2 separate regions of the Ostrinia nubilalis genome follow, and region 1 is linked to region 2. Evidence: chromatin contacts called from public Hi-C data. All regions are on one chromosome and are shown on one strand. The core of a region is the stretch at or near the end of the contact, and the rest is flanking DNA. Distances in the headings are between cores, read along the strand shown. Region 1 holds the start of LOC135078324. Region 2 holds the start of LOC135078118 (breast cancer metastasis-suppressor 1-like protein).

The links. Hi-C and Micro-C count contacts between places; a contact is called where the count stands out from the background.
Region 1: a Hi-C map of whole body shows a contact between it and region 2, with 3 times the contacts expected there. The contact joins the promoter of LOC135078324 here to the promoter of LOC135078118 in region 2. A contact is called at or near these places in 3 of 5 Hi-C or Micro-C datasets (whole body and whole larva).

Annotation. Positions count from the first base shown.
Region 1 is chr14:10,036,948-10,041,273 of ilOstNubi1.1, reverse strand. It overlaps LOC135078324, which reads right to left and starts at 2,389. Exons shown (of 13, transcript XM_063972923.1): 1 at 2,178-2,389; 2 at 1-1,621. The coding sequence starts at 1,592.
Region 2 is chr14:9,861,253-9,865,814 of ilOstNubi1.1, reverse strand. LOC135078118 (breast cancer metastasis-suppressor 1-like protein) reads right to left here and starts at 1,800. Exons shown (of 4, transcript XM_063972696.1): 1 at 1,494-1,800; 2 at 414-564. The coding sequence starts at 1,695. LOC135078267 reads right to left here. Exons shown (of 22, transcript XM_063972866.1): 22 at 3,664-4,562.

The sequences.
Region 1 (4,326 bases), core at 1,140-3,639, 170 kb before region 2:
TTGTCTTCTGTGGAGTCGCTGGCGACGACGGGCGCGGAGCTCTTGGGCGCGCTCGGAGCGGGCCGCGGAGTGGCCGCCGCTTTCCTCCCCCTTCTTGCTTTTCTGATATTTTTAGACATCTCCTTTGAATTAAAAGTCTTGGACATACTAGTCAGTATACTACTACGAGCTTCAAAAAGCGTATTATTTTCAGTCTTCATCAATATTTTCTGTTCTATATCTGACGAATTTAAATTCTCTAATTTTAGCCTATTACTATTATTGTTGTCCGAGTCTAATGAAGTACTTCTTTTTAAGCTCAATTTTTTCTTATTTTTTTCAATGTCGACACAACTAGGTTCTGCATCTATTTTGGTTTCAGCTATATTGGAGTCAACAGTAAGAGAAGGCACTTTTTCAGTAGTCGAGATCTGTACATTATTTTCAATATCTATATCTAGGTCAGTCTTAGATTTATCTAATTTTTTGTTGAGCTCCTTGCCATCCGCATCATTGAGTGGTTCACTCAGACTTATGTCTGATTCAGTGATGTCCGAGCATTTGGATATCTCACTGCCGTCTCTAGAACAGGAGCGTCCCCTTTTCGATTTCTTGCAGTCTTCACTAGCTTCTGTGGCATCAGCTTTTGAGTCAGAGAGCAATCGACGCCTTTTCTTTTGCTCTTTCATAACAACTTCATTCAATAAGTTGCTTTTAACTTTTCTTGGTTTTCCGCTTCTAAGGTTTTTCCCTTCCGAAAGTAATGGGCTGTTACTTCTTTCAGATCGCATTGAATATGGGCTAGTCCGTGGTCCCAGCACTAGGCTGCTCGGGGAGTCTGCGAGGACTGACTTCATCATGACCATGTCAGAGGTGAGCCGCTGCCTTCTGCCAGCTGTTTTAGGACTTGATGATCTTGAGTTCGGTGTGGCCTCTTCCACAGGCTCCTTCTTGATCTCGGTGATAGGAATCAATGGGACGGTTTCCTTTTCTTGAGAGTTGCCAGAAGCAGGCTTGACTGCAGCTTTTCTTCCTCGAGTTACAGTCTGTCTGATTACAGCTTTGATTTTGTCTTTTGATACCACAGTTTTTTTGCTCCTTAAAGCCTTCCTGATGCCCAGAGGTCGCTTCTTCACGACCGCCTTGGGTTTGGCCACAGGTTTTTTTAAGTCTTTGGATGTCTTTGGCTCATCTTGACCGGGTTTATTTTTTTCCTCTTCAATTATGTCAGATGCCTTCTTGCGAGCGCGGGTCTTGGGTTCTATGATAGCGTCCTCATCGATACTCTTGTCCGACTCATCTTTGACCTGTTTGGTTTTCATGTTGGAATGTGTGGTGGGAGATGACCCCGTTTTTCCGACATCAGGTAAAGCCTGTTCAGGTCTGCCTCTGTGAGATGACCGGAGAGTGATGGAGGAGGGTGCTCGCTGCTTGCGAGGGCTCTTCAAGCTAGGGTCAGCTGGGTCGGTGTCACCATCCACCTCAAGCAGGTTACTGTCAATTAAACTTTCTTCTTGGCAGGTATCACAGCCGCTGTCGTCTTTATTAGTATAAATAGTATTTTTCACTCTCAATGACTCCTTTACTTTTAAGTGGGAACGACATTGAGCCATAATATGCCTATATCCCTTGCCATTTGGACCTGAAATGAAGAAAGTTAGAAATAAGTCACCATGGCTGTATTTATCAACGTGGTATTATAACTCTGACCAAACTACTTGTTGGACATCGTCAAAAATTAATGGCAAATTACGTTCACTGGTTTGATGAATTTCACATTATTCGTTAATTAAAACAATAAAGTAACGTTTTATGAGAGCAATTATCACACATTTTGACCCCATTCTCATATAAATTGAATCTACAAATCGCAGTAAACAAAAGCGAGCGCTCGACAATACCCAAGTTCGCGCACAATTCTGACGTTATTGTAGAAATAATTACAGATTTCACTGCATATTTAACTTCTCCGGCCAATAGTTGACTTAAAAAGTTGACGAAACACTTGTTTACATTTGTCATTGCTTAGAAAATCGCGCCGGAAAACTCATGAAAAACTCGTTGTTTTGGTGGTCTCACCTCGCGACTGACACCTAACGCCACCTACCAGCTGAGCGACTGCGTGTGCGTCGGACGAAAGCACCAAATCATTTCCCTAGCCGTGGCGCACCTCTGCAATGTCCTCACAAAATACTCACAATTTATCCAACGAAACCTCCAAAAACCACAATAAACAGTTAGTTGGACACACAATGCACCATAATATGCGAAAAAGTTCAATAAAAACTCGCGATTATACTTAGAAAACGATTTTTGAAAAGCCCAAATGTCTGCAGGCGTCCGCCATAATGTTTCCTTCGAAACGAATAATATAGTTCTTATTGCTCTTGTAGCAATTCGCTCTATTCGCTATTCAAAATGGCGACGGTGTTGCGTTCACGGTGCGCGTTTGCGCGACTTTTTGCCGGAAAAACTGGACAAATCTTGAACAACTCGACTGATTTAGGAATAAAATCAGCCCCAGAATCACTATCGGTAATTATTTTATTATATTTCCACTCGCGTTGTGCTGTAATGTCGTTTATACTGCGACATGTGACAGAACTATGGGTGTACACCCGTCCAAAGAGGTTGCTCTTGTAATTTTTGCAGATAATAATATTTTTTCAGATGACTGTTCAATATCATTAATAAATTGGTTGCTTTTTTTAAATATCAACTTCTAGTTATTTTTTATTGTACACATTTAAGTACCAAATAATAATTCGATTCATGAGTCATATTAACATTACGTGTGTCAATAATCGTATTCACGATTTTTTTATTAATGTGTAAGTAGGTATGTACTAGATAGTAGTACATACTTAAACTACGTTATTAATTTGATTATGTATATTTGTTTCAGACAACTCTCGCCTCCCGGAGTTACTCAAGTTATGCGAAGTCACCATTTGCGGACAAAATATCTGAACAATACAATTATGAAATAGTGAAAAATCCACCTGAATGGGCATTCGTTGAACAACTTTTGCCGTTTGAAACCATTCCGAAAGTGAAGCCTAAAGATTCTTATCCGTCTGGTTGGGTACCACCTAAAGAAGAAGCAGTTAATCATCCTTATTTCTTAAAAAGAAATAAAAACCACGAAATTCCGATATATTTGAATTTGTATAACAGAGGTGCGCGCAAAATTACTAGATTGAAAGGAATTGATGGTGATATTTGGTTACTGAACGATGAAATAAAAAGTTTATTAAAAAAGAAACATAACAAATATGTAGAAACTAGAGTACATGAGCTAGGCACATTTATCGATGTAAAAGGAGATTATGTCAATGATCTTCAAGAATGGGCATTTTCTAAAGGTTTTTAAGTGGAACGACAAATTTGTGGACAATAAATTGATTTAACTAGAGCTGTTGTTTTATTTCTTATTGCAAAACTCAATAAAATTTAGATTTAGTAAATAAAGATTATAAATAAAAATATGGTTATAATGAAGTAATAATATTCAGTTAATTTTTTTTACAAATATTTAAGATTCTTTTTTGGAATTACATTTCATTTTTTTTAAATTCTTACCATGAATAAAATTATAAAATGAACTAATCATAATTTTATATCATTTAAAAAAACAGCTACACCACATTAATTAATGTACCTACTACGTACTAAAAACAGTATTAGGCTGTCTACCTCATTAATCACACTACGCAGTTATTTATTACCATTTATAAGTTTTAATCCAATTCACATACTTTATTTATCTAATTCTGAATATATTTTCACGAAAAAACACAATTTGATCATATTTTTACACAAAAAAAGACTTGCATACTTATAAAAATAATAAAACATTACGGATATCATCCGAAAGCTCTTTGCAGTGGTGTACGCGGCATGAAGTTTGTTTCGTTCAGACGCCACCGGCGGCGCTAGCAACGGCGGAAGGTTTTATCTACGTAGCTATATAACATCCGCCCGGAGTATGCTGGGCCTCTTGCGATATATATTTTCGACTCGAGTCCACTTCTTTGTTCAAAACAACTTTTCTGTATCTTATGCGCGTGTTATTAAACGCTTTGGCACGCTTTTCAGACAGCGATGGAGGTACAATTCGATTTGTTGACTAACATAATCGTCTTAAATGTTTTAAATTGCTTTTATTTGTATTTCTCTTATGTTTATCTCGTCGCAAACTTGTTTATTTAAATAGCATAGCGATGTGTTAATCAGAAATCGATGTTTGAACCGTACGTACAGGCATAAAGTACGGACTAGGTAGGTAGGTTAGGTAGGTATAATGTATAATGAATTTCAAGGCTAAGCGCTTTCAGTCAGTTTGCC
Region 2 (4,562 bases), core at 551-3,050:
AAGATATTTTCTTGCTTATCACCACTTAAGCTTGTTACAGCAATTTTAAGGTCTCAATCTCAAACATTGTTTAATCTCAATCAATCAGATAATTAGGTCAAGGGCCGTGGTTTGACTTTGGTATAAAGAAAAGAAAGGCATTATTAAACCCAATTTAAATAACCCAGCCTAAATATAAAAATGTACAGATGTCAATGTCCAATGAAAACACTAAATTCATTTGCATCAGCAGTTGATGAGATGATGTTATGTACACTTAAATTTCTTTAACATTAGAATTCCAAAGAAACTTCCTCATAATTGTGAACTTCCATGGTGTTTTACTATAAATCATACTTATCCATATAATAAAAAGCATAACATTTAAAAACAGTACTTAAACTTAATTTAATAAAACTAATTTTTCAACATACCTAACCCTCATGTTCTCTTGCAGCCTGCGTAAGGGCCCCTGGTACTCCTGCGACCTTCCACCGCGCACTTCGGCCAGCTGATACTCTACGTGCTTAACTCTCTCACAGTACAGCTGCTCACGGAGAACAGTGAATTGACGCTCGAGGTTCGCTGGAAAGTATTATAAGATTTTTATAAGTTTACATGATAATTTACAAGGATTTTAAATAAATAACTTGAAAAAGCTGAACTGCCTAAGGCAGGACTCGGACCCACAATATACTGTTAATGTAGTATAAGGATATTTGTTACACAGTTATATTTTTCAAAATAATAATAGAAGGATGAAATAGAAATTGTACAATTATGAGACTCAGATCCTCTGGTCAGATATTTAAACTAATCAATGAAGGAATCATTAACAAAGCATGGGATTCCAAAGCCATAAAGTTAAGTTTTGCTAAAATAGTGTAGCTAAAATATCTTGCTAAAGCTCTAAAAGTCATCTAGAGTATTAGATTGATAAAAATAATAACTGAATTTGTCACTCCCTTATTCATTTATCTTGGAACAAATTATGAATGGTGTTAATGGATCTGAATCTATCCTTAGCCTGGACCTGATGTTGCAAGCTATTGTTTTATAATAACAGAGTTATTTGGTTAAATAATAATGAAAACTTTATGTTTTAACTGTTAAAGTAGATGGCAATGCCATTGATTTAATTATATGACTTATAACAACTGCCTAACTGCCAGATTCTGGTAACCAACACACCAAATTCAAATACCAAGTACAGTTTCTAGGAAAAATCAGTTTTACAATAAACGCTAAACCTTGCAAAACCAATTAAACAAATCATATTCTCATACATTTTGACAAATAGACAAAAAGTAGGTTACTAAAAATATCATCTGACCCAAACTTCACAAAAATGATGACAAAATAAATAATTTCAGACTATTTATATAATTTATAACAGTCGATAAGAAGCGAAAGATCTAAAATATTGGTCTATTTTGGTGCAAATTAGCACAAGACTTGACACATAAACCTAAATGTTTGTAAACATAACCTCAACGCTGAGCGTCGATACCAACCTAAGTTGTCCAGGCACTCGTTCCTGCGCCGCTCGCATTCACTCTCGTCCATCTCTGAGGAGTCATCAGAGTCGGGTTCATCAGCTTCCTCAGCGCTGGAGTCCCTATCAGGCCCTCGGGAGGATCCCCCAGATCTTTCAGTATCTCCTCCAGACATGTCTCCGTCACCGTCACTATCACCTTCTACCTTCATTGAAGGCATTTTTGACCACTCAATTTAGAAAAATAAAGCAAGGTAATTGCAATTTTTTGGAGAAAGGAATGAAAGGAATCAGTTTACGATTTGTGACTTTCCCTCGAACTCGAAGATGAAACGTCAAACTCGGATTGTCAAAGTCAACGTCATTAACGTCACACTTATATCCGTGATCGGTCCGAATTCTCTCATTTTATTCAAGGATAAAACATTTTTTTAAATTAAATCGGACTACACTATAATTTTGTAAAACAATCAATCTCATTTTAGCTTCTAATTAATAACTAGAGTTGAATCTGTCCTAAAAAATTGCGTAGATTCTTCCTTACGAAATCCTTGCATGCAGTACCTATAGTCCGATTTTTAATTCGACGGAATTCTGACGGCTGTCATTTTTTGACAATTCAGATGTAATAAGCCTTTTTTGCTTTGAATTATTAATAAATAATATGAAATGAAATTTCATCAAGTACAATTTACAAGAATGAACTATTTTTTGTTTTGTGAATTCAATGAACACTAATTATTATGTACATTTTAGAGATTAAATAGAAAAAAACGTGTTTTTAACGTAGTAAAACAACATATTATCATAAACGAAAATATGTATTGATCATCAATCATCATTATCGTCATCATAATCAACTTGGATTATAAAATTGGCATCTTGTTAAGTTGATTATTTTATGAAGCTAAGATTTTATTAACAAAAGGATTTTCATAAAAAAGGTTTGTAACCCATGGATTATTGGCCAGGGAGACCAGTAATAGAAAAATAATTTGCCAATTTTTTTTGTAACTTCAAAAGTATGATAATTAAAATTCAAATAACCATTTTGAAATGATTGGTACATTTTTAAGCCTTAGTTTTTCAAGTTAAACCTTAAATTCAAGAAAGGATTATTTTTTAATTTATGAAAATGCTCTCCATTCTTAGTGGGAATGTTTCAGTGTTGACAACACTTCTGAAATGTCAAAATTCCGTCGAATTAAAAATCAGAGTTTAGTTTTAACCCGCCTGACAAACGTAGGTAAGTAGGTATTATAAAATCGTAAACGTTCTTTTCATCTGCTGTTTTACGGTGAGTTCAGGGCCAGGCAGGGTATCACTTTAGTAATAAAAACTGGATAGGCCTAGGCCTTCTTCAGTCCTCCCCGACCCGTTGCGTTGAGCTACTATTTACCCTACTGCGCCAGAAGGAGGGTTATGTTGTTTGTCGTTGCGTTGAGTGGATTCCGCGCGCGGAATTTGTACAGTATTATGGTAAAAGCCCACTACGTTGCACGGGCCTATATTAAACTAGCTTTTACCCGCGGCTTCACCCTCGTGAATTTAGTTTGTCACAGATCGTCATAAATTATTCTACCTACTAATACTCGTTTATAATAAATGCGAAAGACAAAGAATTGATGTTTAGATGTCTGGATGTTAACATGTTTGTTACTCTTTCACGCAAAAACTACTGAACGGATAATGATGAAACTTTACAGTATTCTTTTTTATAACCCAGAATAACATAATTTATGACGATCTGGGACAACTAAATTTCACGCGGGTGACGCCGCCGCGGGCAAAAGCTAGTAGCCTATAATTATGTTATTCAGGGTTATCCTACTAATAAATGCGAAAGTTTTTATGTATGTTTAGATGTTTGTTACTCTTTCACGCAAAAACTACTGAACGGATTTTGATGAAACTTTACAGTATTATTATGGTCGACAGGAATCGAATGCGTCCTCATTCTCGTAATGCGATGCGGCTATGGACCGATTTATTTAGTTGATGTTTCAATTAATGGTCCCTGGGTGGTTTGAAAATACTAGGTGGCGCTTCTGTAGAGTAGGGTAAGGTCGGGTCGGCTAGTTTTATTAAAAAACTTTCGTGCATAATCTATGTTGTTCAATCAGGGTGTGGTGATCTTGTAGGAACGGTTACGATATGTTACAATGCCTACGAACGAAATAAAACAAACATTATCTGATATTAAATTTAATAGGTACTCTATTATTTACATTAAATTGTTCTCTATTAACATGTTATTTATACTCTTTCATTATTTATTCAGTTGTTAATAAATTATATACAGGACTATTTATAAATTAGACAATATCAATACTGTGAAATCTCGGCAAATCCACATTTTCACTGAGCATACGTGACAATGTTTTAAGTGTTGCCTTTCGCAAAAAGTTACAATAATAGAGGTACCTACGCATGTTGCCAGTACGAAAAAACATCGACACGCATACCCCAGTGTAACGATAACATAAATACATACAGAATATGATAAAAACAATAAATCTGTTTAAAAATTTTTAGCACCTCACAGGCTACCACTGATTTTGCTCAAATATATTATCAACTTACGCAACTAATGCAATATTCTCGATCAATTTAAAAATTATGACACGATATCTCAAAATCAGTACACATAACATGACAATGGTAATGGTATAACATACCTACAACATACATACAAAATAACATATTATTTTATTTAAAAATTGTGATTATTATAAAAAGAATATTCAACCCACTATTCCTCGTGGCCTTATGTATTTGGCACTAAAGTATTTGGAATGCACAATTCTATCTACACAGATATACAAATAATGTAAACAAACTAATTTCACTTATCCCTGAATATTTAGAATATTGTGTTCATCTTATAAAATGTATTGCGTTAACTATTCTCTCTACGGAGGGACGTATAACTCGACAACATCTATGATGGCCTCCTGCGCAGTTAGTTGCTCATCTTTAAGAATTTCATTAGCATTTTTATCAATCGGGATGACTAGCTTTTCTGTGATACGATGCGTAGGTCGAGTTAAGAAGTTTTTAGTTAGGTACCTACTTTTCTAAATATTCT